Linked DNA regions of Mus musculus: regions 1 and 3 are each linked to region 2. Evidence: chromatin contacts called from public HiChIP or PLAC-seq data. All regions are on one chromosome and are shown on one strand. The core of a region is the stretch at or near the end of the contact, and the rest is flanking DNA. Distances in the headings are between cores, read along the strand shown. Region 1 holds the start of 9430018G01Rik (RIKEN cDNA 9430018G01 gene). Region 2 holds the start of Tpk1 (thiamine pyrophosphokinase). Region 3 overlaps Tpk1 (thiamine pyrophosphokinase).

What was found. HiChIP or PLAC-seq counts read pairs in DNA pulled down with a chosen protein or histone mark.
Region 1: a contact with region 2 is called in an HNF4G HiChIP or PLAC-seq map of pancreatic cancer cells. The contact joins the promoter of 9430018G01Rik here to the promoter of Tpk1 in region 2. A contact is called at or near these places in 7 of 39 promoter capture datasets (the 3T3-L1 cell line, the C10 cell line, embryonic stem cells and 2 more), 2 of 15 datasets of contacts at CTCF or cohesin (the NIH/3T3 cell line and pro-B cells), 1 of 484 Hi-C or Micro-C datasets (nephron progenitors), 3 of 115 datasets of contacts at active chromatin or transcription factors (the NIH/3T3 cell line, forebrain and pancreatic cancer cells) and 3 of 9 other capture datasets (embryonic stem cells, liver and macrophages).
Region 3: an H3K4me3 HiChIP or PLAC-seq map of bone marrow-derived macrophages shows a contact between it and region 2, with 3 times the contacts expected there. The contact joins the enhancer-like site here to the promoter of Tpk1 in region 2. A contact is called at or near these places in 9 of 39 promoter capture datasets (the 3T3-L1 cell line, the C10 cell line, the HPC-7 cell line and 5 more), 1 of 15 datasets of contacts at CTCF or cohesin (the NIH/3T3 cell line), 2 of 484 Hi-C or Micro-C datasets (nephron progenitors and peritoneal macrophages), 2 of 115 datasets of contacts at active chromatin or transcription factors (bone marrow-derived macrophages and embryonic stem cells) and 4 of 9 other capture datasets (adipose tissue, liver, macrophages and 1 more).

The regions. Positions count from the first base shown.
Region 1 is chr6:43,439,353-43,443,752 of GRCm38.p6, reverse strand. It overlaps 9430018G01Rik (RIKEN cDNA 9430018G01 gene), which reads right to left and starts at 1,324. Exons shown (of 3, transcript NR_045988.1): 1 at 986-1,324. All of the region lies in intron 7 of Tpk1 (thiamine pyrophosphokinase), which reads left to right.
Region 2 is chr6:43,664,484-43,668,771 of GRCm38.p6, reverse strand. Tpk1 (thiamine pyrophosphokinase) reads left to right here and starts at 2,494. Exons shown (of 9, transcript NM_013861.4): 1 at 2,494-2,636; 2 at 2,955-3,012. The coding sequence starts at 2,970.
Region 3 is chr6:43,460,148-43,464,641 of GRCm38.p6, reverse strand. All of the region lies in intron 7 of Tpk1 (thiamine pyrophosphokinase), which reads left to right. The region is part of intron 1 of 9430018G01Rik (RIKEN cDNA 9430018G01 gene); the gene reads right to left. Among named protein-coding and RNA genes, the nearest start is that of 9430018G01Rik, 20 kb to the right of the region's middle. Within about 2 kb of position 2,216, at least 11 of the 459 cell types and tissues checked have an H3K27ac peak or open chromatin away from gene starts, as enhancers often do. A contact at or near this core is called in bone marrow-derived macrophages, where this site is marked.

The DNA of each region.
Region 1 (4,400 bases), core at 75-2,574, 220 kb after region 2:
CAGAGGATCAGGGAGTTTGTTTTGAGACTGTTTCATAGTAATATCAGAAGCTACACCTATGAGGTCTCACTGGGTAATTTTAATGTCATCTTGACCTAAACTAAAGTCATCTAAGAGGAGGGAAACTTGATTAAGAAAATGCCTCCATAAGATAGGACTGTAGGTAAGCCTGTCCTATTAATTATTGAATGATGGGGGAAGGGCCAAGCCACAGGGTGCCACCTATGGGTTGTGTCCAGGACTCTATAAGACAACAGGATGAACAAGCTAGTGGGATCAAGCCAGTAAGCATTACCCCTCCATTGTCTTTGCATTGGTGCCTGCCTCTAGATTCTTGCCCTTTTTAAGTTCCTATCCTGATTTCCTTCCTTAAATAATAGTGATGTGTAAGTATAAGCCAAATAAACCCTTCCTTCCCAACTTTTTCTACTCATTGTGTTTCATCACAGCAATGGTAACCCCAAAGACAGTGAGCTGAACAATGATACCAACAGCCATGCCAAAGTGGGAGGAAAAAATAAGTTTGCCAAGCCTCAACCTTACACAAAGAACAACAAGCAGTTCAGGAATGCTGAGAGCAGGAGAAATAATCTTCCCCAGGGAAGATCATACCAACTAATTGTCCAGTACCAAATAGTCAGTCCTGAAAACAACATACACACAAGTAACATACAGACCAAGGAGGCTATATTTAGAAATATACATGTATACACACACACACACACACACACACACACACACACACACACTATATTTAGAAATATACATGTATACACACACACATACACACACAGCAGTTATTGAAAAAAAAGTTTCATGAACGAGCAAGGAGAGTTCTATGAAAGGGTTTGGAGAGAGGGAAAGGAAGAACTGATAAAACTATATCGTGGTCTCAAAACAACAGAAGAAAAATAGGTTAATGTTGCATGAAATATTAAATGGAAATCCACGCTACTGCTGGCAAGGCACCAGTGGGCAGACCTACCTGTTCTCAGCCTGGCAGACTGTCTGACTCAGAGCTCTGAAATCTCTCCATTGCGGGCCTCTGCCACACAGGCCCCACACTTCTAAATTCACACAGCTGGCTGGGGTGCCCTGCTGTGTACCTTTCTCTGGAACCCAGCTGAGTCGACATGTGAAGGAAAACACCACACAGTCTTAGTTCAGAATCAATAGACAACACATTCCCTGTGCACAGAAACTAGCATCCTAATTTTGCAAACTATTTTAAGTTATAAATCCTCTGGTGGAAGATTCACCTAAAACCCTGGCTACCTACATTGTGCCTCCATGTTCTCCCTGTCTTAAAGGAAGTTTATTTCTCCTCCCTCCCCTCTTCCTCTCTCATACCAGGAAGTCCCGCCTTCTTCCCGAGCTGTGATTGGTCCCTTGAAATCTTTATTCACTAGGCGAAGTTTCTGCCACAGGTTCATATCACTTTGCAGAGGAATCCTTCTTTTCCTTGATCAGGATGACAGCCAGGCTCCTACTTTAACAGTGTACAATGCAAATTAAAGGTTGAAGAGCTATTTTTTTAAATGAGTAATATTTAAAATGAGTCACTGATAATTTAAAAATATTACAAAATCTTATTTCCCCAACATTTTCTATCAGCTGTGGTATTCCGTTATGGTCTGAATGTAAACAGCCCCTTCCAGTTTGATTACTACACAGACGGTGTGGTCGCACAGAATAATGCTGCCAGATAGGCTAAGATCAGGCAACAGAACAAGGGGATTTTTAAAGTCAGACATAATTTGGATTATTGATTGCTTATTCTTTTCCTGAAAGAGCCTCTGTACTATTTACTGGGTTGGTTTTTATAGCAATGTGATACTCACAGCAACCTGACATTCCAGTGTCAATTGACCAAGGCATGAGAACCCAGGCTGTGTCGGTGTGATGTAGACAGAGACTTCACAGGAAAGCTCTTAATGGACATTGTAAGCCACCATTTGTTTCTCATGCTCTCCACTGGCTTATCTGACAGAGTAAAGAGGGCAGTAGAGTATGAACAACACAGCACTTGTACTTACCAAATATCTCTTAATGAAAACTGTATCTGTGATTTTAACTGCTGTGTGGGGCAGTGCTCTTCTCATGGCTGCTTGTTACTCCACAAGAATTTCTGTCACAGCAATAAAAACATGAGAGGCCCACATTAGTAATGTTTTCTGCTTTGTGTCCATCCCAGACTGTATTGGAATGCAAGTCAAAATGAGAATGGTGATAACCAAGGTGACTGGCAGGAGTGAGGTGGGTCTGATACTGAGTGGCATTTTAGGGTATGGAGAAGCACTCATGTTTATGCTGAGGATTGCAATAGTGTATAGCAACACTGATATCAGGGGTCCTCTGTTGCTACCATTTCACTTTCATCTATGTAAAGTTTGAATTTGTTAATGTTAGTAAAATACTTGAAGTCGGAGTCCTAAATGTCCAGTTTTCTCGTAAAGTTGTGTGACTCAATAGAAGGGATGGAAGAAGAGAATAAACACTTTTATTAATGACTATAACTAGGGGGGATTATAAAAGTAGTCTACTCATGTCAGGTCACATTCCCTTAAGCCTTCTTCCCATAAATGTCACAATTCAGCAGTAAGCACACCAATCTTACTTCAGTTTGTCTTCTCCCTATTGTGAGAAATGGTTTATAAACAGAAGAACAGGGAATAAGTTTTCATGGACTGAAGAAACTCTTCTGTCCACAAAATTAGAAGTACTTAAAAGGGCAGTTGCTGATTTATGTATCTCCTTACCTCAGTAGAGAGTTTGTGCTATGGTTCTCAAGATTTTAAATCAGAGGTAGAATTAATTATCTGGTAAGACATTTTGATTGGATCACAAGAAATGAGATTCAGCAGATCTGACTTTTTCAGCATTTTTGTGTCCTATAAATTTAAATTTTATAATATATATACACATGTACATATATATGATAAATGTTAAAATTCTAAGTTAAAGTTTGACTTCTTTAAGATACTGAATAGTTTGTGAAGTTACTTGTTAGTTATCTTACTTGAAAATATGTTTGAAAAGAAACATATAGTAGCCTAGATTTGAGTAAATCAAAAATATTAAGCTATTTAGAACTAAGTCAGTGATATCCTAATAAAATGCCTTATGCTGGCTAAAACTGACATCTTAAGAGAAACAGTTGTGGGGATAGTTGAAGAGATAATTTGTTTGAAAAATAAGTTGTCTTGGGTTTACAAATAAACCGTCTTCAGAACTTGAAACAAATCTTCCATGTTATAAAAAAAAATGCTGTCCTTCTCACCAGATATACTTCCTATAAACTGTTTCTATGATACTCTGCAGATTATTATTGACTAAGTTTCAATGTACAGTACTGTTTATATGTTCATTCATCAAGCTATAGTGTGCAGCTCAGAACTTGTCACCCCCCACCCCCTGTGCTAATATCTGCCATTGGTTCCAGGCTGTTAACTGATGGGCACCCTTTGTCTTTTGTTATCTTTCCTTTGCTAGTCTCACCTGTAGTCCTAAGTTCCTTATAGAGTGAGTCAAGTAATTCTGCTTTCAACTTCCAACACAACAGACTTTCCAAAGAACCCTTGAGTTTCCACTTCAGGGTATAGCCTGAGATTGGACCAGAAATTGTGACTTTCTGTTGTCTAGTTTCTTCTAATTATATAAGTTAAACAATACTTTGATAACAACCCTTTATCTTGCTCCTGTGAACACAGATTCTTTGTATCGTAATTACTGCCAACATTTTGGAGGATTTGAGTGTCTCATGGCTACAACTCCACTCTTGCTGCTTTTTATGATAATTGAGTCTACCTTTCTACTAATCCTGAATGGCAGGGCTGGCAACGTAGCTCAGTTAGTAATACACCTTCTGTGCAAGCAGAATAGCCTGAGCCCCTAGTACCTTTATAAAGGCTGAGCCTGAAATGTATTGATAATGACTAGAGGGGCAGACATAGGCAGATAACATCGGCTCAGTGGCCACCCCATCTGTCTGAATTATCTATCTCCAATTCAGTGAGAGGTAAGAGATCCTGGATCGAAGTATAAAGTAGTATGGGATAGAAGAAGTGAACCTTTGACCTTCATATGCATGCAGAGATGCACATGTACACATATGCATAACACACAACAAAAACCTTAACAACTGACTTGTACGTATTTCTTCATAGCTCTCCTGTTAGGCACGCTGAGGATCCCAAGTAGGCATAACATCCCTCTTACTAGTGGCCATGGGAGAGAGGAGCCTTTTCTGAGCAGCCTTGAGTCTGAAGTTAGTCGCTGCTCTAAAGCTTCCTCCTGATCCTGGTATTCATTCCTCCCCAGCTTCTTTTCTCTCGTGCTTCTAATCTACTCACAGCCATGGTTAAATGAAGGGCTTGGTCTTTTGAAAGCCTGCTGACTCT
Region 2 (4,288 bases), core at 1,245-3,744:
GACACTCCTCAGCAGAAAACACCTATAACACCCCTGCCTTGTATTTTTTTTTTTTAATGGCCTCTCAGAGTTCCAGATAGCTTCTTACTGAAAGATTACAGTTCCTAGCTTCCCTATGAACTACGGGGTAATTCCCTGATAAGGTCCCATCTTCTTCTGTAGGTATTTTGGTCATCTGCACATGTGGGTTGCGAAAGTGCCCCCTTGCCATGAATAAACATTGCCCCACCTAAGGCCAGACTATGCGTCTCTTTTTTCTGCTCTCCTCCCTTCAATTGCTCATTAATCTAACACACACTACCTCAATTTATCTATGTATTTAATGGAATCTTTGCCAAAATACCCATATTTTTCACAGAAAGAAAATGTTTTGAACCACAAAAGATCCCAACTAGATAAAGTATTCTGAACAAAGTGGTAGGTCTCACAGTATTTGTTTTCAAAGCACACTGGAAAATGACAGTAATTAAACCGGCCACTTAAAACCAGACACACAAAACAGTAGAAAAGACAACTCAGAGTTTGAGTCCCTGTTTCTGCAGTCAGTTGATGTCAGTGAAGGCAGTCAAATCATATCTTGGAGATGGTGCTATCCTTTTGTGAAAGGTTCTGCGAAACTGAACTTCTGTATGCGAAGAAAAGAAACTAGACACCTATCTTCTACTGGGTATAATAGTCAGTGGAAAAATGGATCAAGACTTAAATGTGAGATGTGAAATTCCAGAAGACAATATAAGAAAAAACACTTAGACATTGGTTAGAACAAAGATTTGTATTGTTTTTTTGTTTTTTTTTTCAGTATGTGTAAGGAACGTGAATGAAAAAAGGGAACAAAAGGGAAGGACATGACTGCTCCTAGGTGTGGTGAAGGAGAATGTTTATTGTAGATAAAAGGGAGAGCACAGCCAGAGTTGGGGACAACTGGAAGAAGTCTGAGCTGACACTTGTGAGGAGAGGGGAAAAGGGAGAGGCAGGAGAGGAGATGGTAAACAAAAGGACCAGGTATGCAAAATGGCTGGATTATATGGGAAGGGCTGGAGACATTTAGAGTAGGAGGTGGGGTATGCCATCCGTACCCTGAAACAGCTAGGAACTGAGCAATGCAGAGGGAACCTGACAACCAGGTCCATGTTGGCTCTTTGTCATGGGTTTGAGATCTAACAACTTTTCCAAACAACCATGGCAACAAATAATCTAAATTAGAAGTGGGCCAATGACTTGAATAGCCATGTCTCAAGAAAGGATGCATACATGGCCAAAAAAGCATAAACAATACTGCCCGCCATCGCAAATCCCCAGGGAGTTAAAATAAAACCACAACAGGATATCAACATGAGAGAGATGAGAGATGGAAGAGAGGGACAGTGATAAGGATTCTTACAAAGGGAAAGTAAGGAAGCTGGGCAAGGATGCAGAGAAAGAGAAACTCGATCATGGTTAATGGAAGTTTAAGTTAGCGTAGACCTATGGAAAACACAATGGAAACTCCTTAACTAAACAGGTGATAGAACTACCATATGGTTCACTCATCCCACTGCTGGGCATACATCCAAAGAGAATGGAAAACACAGTCAAATGCTCTGTACTCTTATGTTTATTGAAGTAGCATTCCTTTGCAAAGATATTGTAATAGAGAAATGGCATTCTTCAGTAATAAAAATAATGAAATAATGGAATTTACAGAGATGTGGATGGGACGGGAGGACATTATGCCTGCCAAGTGAAGTAAGTTGTCAAAGAAAGGCAAATAGTGTATGTTCTGCTAGCTAGAAGCTAAAATGTTGGCATCAAAACTGGAAAGAATTGAATAATGATTGCCCAAGTTTGGGAAGTGTATTTGGAATCTTTAAATAGAAAGAAATGGATGTTTGAGTTAAAAAGATTAAAAAGGACTTACCTATTACCCGACTGGGGAAGGGGAAGTTCATCAGTTAGAATGTTTGACTAGCTGGATACCCAGCACCAGCCACATTAACTTGACATAGTAGTCATGATTGAAAGAGCAGTACTTAGAAGGAAGAAACAGGAGGACCAGATGAATGAAGTCATCTTTCGCTACACAGTGATTTTTGAGGCTAGCTCGGTATACCTGGAACTGGTTTTTAAACGCAGGGATGGGTCTCTGTTATTTCTGGGCCAGCAGGAGACCTACAGGTTCTCAGAATTTTTGAGTCCTCATCTATGCTGGCTTAGAGATGGTGGTGGTGAAATTTTGGTTCTTTGGCTTTGCTAAAAAAAAAAAAAAAAGCTGCATTCCTACAACGTGGTGATTTATTTTAAAGGGTTCCCATTGGTATGTTTACAAAGCACTGTTTGTGCAAAGCACGGGAAGCAGAAGATGAAAGAGAAGGTGGACTCAGTGGACTGGGTGTAACAGATGGGCGAAGGTGGATGGAATTCTCCACTGTGCAGGGAACTGAGCACAGCAGGCTGGTACTAAGCACCCCGCGGTTGCTAGAAGCTACGCAGGCGGCAGCCAGGGGCCCCTCCGGAAGAGGCGGGGCTCTGTGCTCGCGCACGAAGCCCTCTCCCGCGAACGCGCGGCGCGCCCCAGGCTCCGCAGCCGAGCGCCGAGCTTTCGATCCGTCACTCCCGCAGCCCTCGCTCGCGTCGCTCGTGGCTCCACCCGCCATTGTGTAAGTGCGCGGCTGCCGGCGCGGGCTGGCGGGGCGGGGGCGCGGGAAAGAGGGAGCGAGGGAGGCCGCCCCTCGCCGCCAGTCCCCGGATGGAAGCTGGGGCGTCTGGGTGAATAGAGGCAGTGGCCGGAGCTGGAGCCTGGAGCTCGCTTGAGATTCCAGGTTCTCCAGCCTCTGCCTGGGACTTTCCCCCGCCCACCGCTGCACCTTCCTGGCCTCCCGTAGTGCCGGGTCCAAAGTGCCTGCTGCGGGATGCTTACTCCTGTCGCAGAATTACGTTTGGGAAATAACTTGGGACTTATTTTGTTTTCCATACAGAATCCATTCCCCGCTATGGAGCATGCCTTTACCCCGTTGGAACCCCTGCTACCTACGGGTACCGTATTCTTTACCATGCTACAGTGTCAGCACGAGCCCCGCAGAGGGACCTCATTCCTACCCTGAAGGCCTTAACCGAAAACTCCATTTCCTTTTTCCTGTGCGCAAGTTAGCAACCACACCTGTGCCTCTGTTTCCCTGTTTGGAAAGTGAACATAAATATTTAGTCTTTGCCCTGTAGAACTTTTGTGAGGACTGAGCGAGTTGATACAGTTTGTATCCTCTACCTGATATTCCAAGAGTAAACAACCAACATGCCAAACACACATATCCAACCGTGGAACATTTGACACTGGGAACGTGAGGGATGTCCATAGCTGTCTGTCAGGGACGTTTCTAATCATCTTGAAAGTACCTGAACTTAGTACAAGATCAGTACATGGTTACATACAGTGTCTTGAAGTTTTAACCCTAAGGCTTTTAATTTTTATTATAAAACTTGGTGCTGGGGATTGAGTCCAGAGCCTTGAAAATGCTAGGTAAGATACACTTATCAGTAAACTGATTACCCAGCCCATAGGATTTTTATTTCTCAAACTTTGAAGTTATTGTACTTCACATGATGACATGTGGAATGAGTTTTATTAGTAGCATTTATTCTTATGTAATTTGACTACAGTGATAAATTGTAAGGCTAGTTAGTTGTATTTAATTTTCAAGTTACACTTTTTATCTATGGATGTTTGTGTAGGTACATGTGCGCATATGCATATGGGGGTCAGATGTCATTCTGGGGTGTCATTCCTCAGGTGCTGTCATCCACTTTGTTTCTGAGTTTCTCACTGACCTGGAAATAATTGATTAGGCTAGGCTGGCCAGCTGGCCAACTGGATAGGGACCCCAGGTATCTTTCTGGGGCTACCTCTCTAGATATAGGATTATACGCATTAGCTACTATGCCATGTCTCTGGTGTCTATGGTCCTGTGAACCACCTTGTATACCTCTAGTCTACTGTTGATTCTTTTTATCTTATATAAGTGAGGGAAATAGTGATAGATTGAGAATTAAAACAGGTTGTTTTATTAATGTGGTTATGAGGTTTCCGGTTTCTCACTGTAAACAGTTTTTCAGACATAAAGCATCACAACATCTTGCAAATTAAATTTCACAGTTTTTTAATTATCTAATAATGGCAGAACCAATAGCATTTCCAAAAATAAGCATTTGATCCTGGTGGGCTCGCTGTCCTTCAGATTACTTATTAAGAATGTTGGTTTCTGAAAAATCGTCAGTGTTTTCTGCCTTGAAAGTACAGAGAGGGCTAAGTGGTGTA
Region 3 (4,494 bases), core at 967-3,466, 200 kb after region 2:
TGGACTAAGAAAGAAATGACAAGCTCTTAAAACAAGTCATAGCCCATAGGCAGGTAATTATCCATAAGCAATGTCTAACTGAATGGCCAGTTGCTGAATGTGTGTGTACATTCAAATATTTATTCATATGCATAACATGCATACATATGTATATTTTATATGTACATATAAAGTCCTATGTGATATTGATAGTTTTACTTACAACATTGATTTCAAATAATATAACTATTAGGCACACTATGTTCTGGTCACTACTCGGGATCTACTCCAGGACCCTATACATGTGAGACAAGCATACTACCACTGATTTACAGCTGTACATTAATATGGAGTACAGTTTAAGGCTGAATCTTTCCTTGTTACTCTAATTCCAAATTAAGAAAGATTACTTTCTGGATTTTTCTAAACAATGAAATCTAAGTACAGTAATAATCTCTATCATACAAACAGATCCAATGATATTCCTATTGAAATACTTTTATATTAAAAACTACTTAAAATTAACCGAAATGTTAACTATTCTGAGTGCTAAGTTTGGGAACAGATGTATTCTTAACATTCTTTTACAATTGTAGTTGTCTGACATAGCTATCAAAAAAGAATAAAACTATCTTTTGGGAGTTGTTCAGTGTTTTAAAAATGTCATTTATAACAAACACATTTGGTGTGTTTGCTATGTAAATGTTAATTGGTCAAGGACCCTTTTAAGCATTGGGACTAAAATGTGTACTTACTTTGATCTTTTTAAAAAACTTCTGTATCAAGCAATCATAGGTTCTGTGGTGGTCTCTCTTTCTTTCAGATAGTATGCACATGAGATTTTCATGTAACTAGCTTATCTAACTACGTGATCATCTGTGATTGATTGAGCAAGGTTATTTTAGCCATTTAAGGCTGAGCTGTGTGAGGGGCTCTTTAGCATTGTTTAGTGTATTTCAGTTCACAGCCCCTTTCTCATCTCCTTTCTGTGTCTTTGTTCATCATAAGCAGGATTTTAAAATAAAGGTTCAATAACATAGGTCCCAGCGCATATGAATGAAGCTCTGTTCCCAGCATGCACCACTGTATTTTGCATGTTAGCACGTTTCAGTTAGTGTAGGTCAAATCTCTTAGTGAATGGAAACCCCAAAGTAGCATTTGCTTTGATGGATGTGTTTGAACTATCACTTGAAGAAGGAAAATTAAAAATGCATAATTATTCTTCCCTGAAAAACAAATTCTCTCTTTTGCCTCAAAAAAATATTTTTTAGTTAAATCTGCTGAGGCTGTACGATCAGGAACGTTTTTGCAAGAGACTATAGGTATTTTAGATCTAAGTCCCCAGTGATTGACACCCATGCTGGGCTGAAATCCTGCTGTCAACACATAACCTTTCTTACCATATAACACATGTGGACAGGATGATTCCAGGTTGCCCATTCAAACTGTCTCATTTTCTGGTCCTGTGCTTCCCAGTGGGATAGAAACATTAGCTCTGTACATGAAGCATAAATTATCCTTTATCTCCAAGTTTGAGGACAGTTTGTAATACAAGTTAATAAGATTTATGGCCTGGAAATGAGATGTCCAGGAGTTAATAGGTGTGTCTTTTACATTATCCAATCTCTGTCCAGTGATTCCTCTTTAGGCTTCCCATATCTGATACGGAATCATATTACAGTGTTGACTTCTGCCAGTTCATATCTCAGCCAAGCAAACTTCTAAACATGTTGTAAATATGCCTTCCTCATGATCTTAGTTCTGTTTTATTGCTCTTTGTTTTTTTTTTCTCTCATTTTCCCTCTCACTAGATTAATTAGTTACTGTATAAAGTCCTGACATTTTGTGCAATGTACATTTGCAATGCTGGTAATGAATATGATAAAAAGATGTTAATAGTCTGATCAAAAGAAGATGAATATTCATGAGGTAAATTTGGCATGCATGACAGTTTCTGATGCCAACTGAGGGCCCATGTCTGTGTGCCCACATACACATATCCACAGCACAGTCTCATCTTTGATAACATCAAAGAAGCAAATCTCAGCAAGATTTACAGTGGGGTACTGGGAACTTTCGATTCTAGACAGTTCTGAAAAACCGTATTATTTATCACCCAACTTTAATTCCTGTTTTTGGAAGATCACTTTTTTTCTTTGCTTATAATGTTGTTGAGTTTTGCCTTGTCTGTTAGATTCTAGCATAAATTATGCAATAGTGAAATTTCAACATATGTAGTAATCCATTTAATTGCAGAAATGTAGTGTACTCACAGAATGCTAAATACCAAATACAGGAAATGTCATCTATGTGACTAATATTTGCCCAGCAAAGCATTAGGATCTTATCAAGTGCAGCAAAAGACATGGATCTGAAGCATGGTATTCTGAGTGAAAGAACAGATACTGAAAAACAAACCCCACATGATTCATCTTATGAGGATATTAAAAAGTGTTGATTGGAGTGTGTAATAGTGATTGCTAGAGGTTAGGTTATGGGTATCAAAGATGCTGGGAAGTTACATAGCAGGAACTTAACCATAAATAGAAGTGATAAATTGTGTGTTCTGCGGAACAGTGTAACTACAGTTTCATAATAGCCCATTTATTTTGTGAGTAACTAGGAAAAAGGAGTTTGGAGGTTCCAAACAAAAGGTCACGAGGAAGAGGTGGAAATGTTGATTACCCATGTTTGATAAGCACACATTTTACACATGCATTGAGATATCACAGTGTACTTCATAAGTATGGTGATTCTTTAATGTTAATCAAATACTTCTAAAAATTTTCCGAGAAGTAGGAATTGTTAGCTGCCATCATTGATTTTCCATTGCACTGAACACATAAAAAATTATAAATTATCACTTTATTCCTTATAAATTTGTACAGTTAAAGTAATATTTTTAAATAAAAATTTAAATTGGTGCTGAAATGCAGCATCTTAGTTAGGATTTCTATTGTTGTGATAAAACACCATGACCAAAAGCAACTTGGGAGGAAGGGTTTATTTTGTGTTATGGTTTGTAGCCCATTATCGGGTAAGTCAGGTAGATTCCATGGAGAAGTATTCCTTCCTTGTTCTTCATGCCTTCTCAGCCTACCATGTTAGACAACCTCGGACCACAAGCCCATGGGAGGCACCATTCATAATGGAATGGGCCATCCTACTTCAATCACTAATTAAAAAAATGTTCTACAGGATTGCAAAATGCCAATCTGGTGGTAGTGGCATTTTCTCTATTGAGGTTCCCTCTTCCCAAATGAGTACCTATACCTTGTGTCAGATTGACAACTAATCAGCACATGTAATATCTCTCTGAAAATGACTGTAAATGGGCTCTAAATCCCTTTATATCTACAGATAGCCAAAATCATTGATCTTTCCCAGCCTTCCTTTCTCCTCCAGAAGGAAATGACTGATGTCCAAGTCTACCCTTTACTACATCTGCTCATATCTTTATTCTCAGGGCAGCTTTACCCTCAGTGCATGCCCTAATCATTGCCCTTACCTTTTACTCATGTCTTTGCTTTGGATCCTTTGCTCCTCTGTACCAATGCAGCAACTTCCCCAATGGAACGTGTGAAGATACCAGATTGTTTACCTCTGTAAATCATCCCTGGGCTTTCCAGAAAAAATTTCAGAATTCATTTCTTTTCTTGTCCTCCTTCCTCTGTCCTCTTAGGTCCCTTTTCTTCACTAAGATGTTTGTTTAAACATTAATACAATAGCCTAACCTACTATTTTGTATGCCAGATTTGAAGTGTTATTTGAAATCCTTATATTTTAATGTGAAATGGGGCAATCACATCTCAGAGCTATAGAATCCTTATTTCTCTAGATATTTCAGTGTCTTCTTTAAGTTAATAGAGTAAATTTCTCTCTATGGTTTTATTTATGCTTTATTAAACTAATTTTCTTAATAAGAAATAATACCACATATCCAGTGTTTATTTTGTATGTTTTGCTTTGTCGATTTTTAGAATAAAGCACCAACAACATTCTTATAAATGCCCGTTATGTCATAGTACTCCATTCAGTACTGAGTACAGAAAGCAGAGATGGTACCAACACCATCAGAGTGGAAGGAGCAGGGAGATACATACTGAAATTCTGAAACAGTGTGACCAAGCACCAAGCAAATTAAGGATAGCTGAGAGAAAATATCTAACCCAGATTGAACATGGAGTTGATAGTGATTCACGGATAGTCTCCCAGATGAAATGATATCTGAACTTCAACATAATAGAAAATTATAAAATGGAATGAATAGATATTTAATGTGGTACTTTGGGGAACATAAGGCAGCACACTAGGTGCTACAGCTGGATGTAAGGGCAGGAACAGCCAGGTGCTGTTTGTGTTGTAGGCCAATGTCCGGCAGTGGTCATTTTATCAAATTTTATCAAAAAATGACATTTGATAATAAATTTTAATAGTTTGGAACCACTAGAAATCCCAGAAAGGAATGATAATTAATTTTCAGAAGTAAGCATGAACATGAACACAATATAGCAG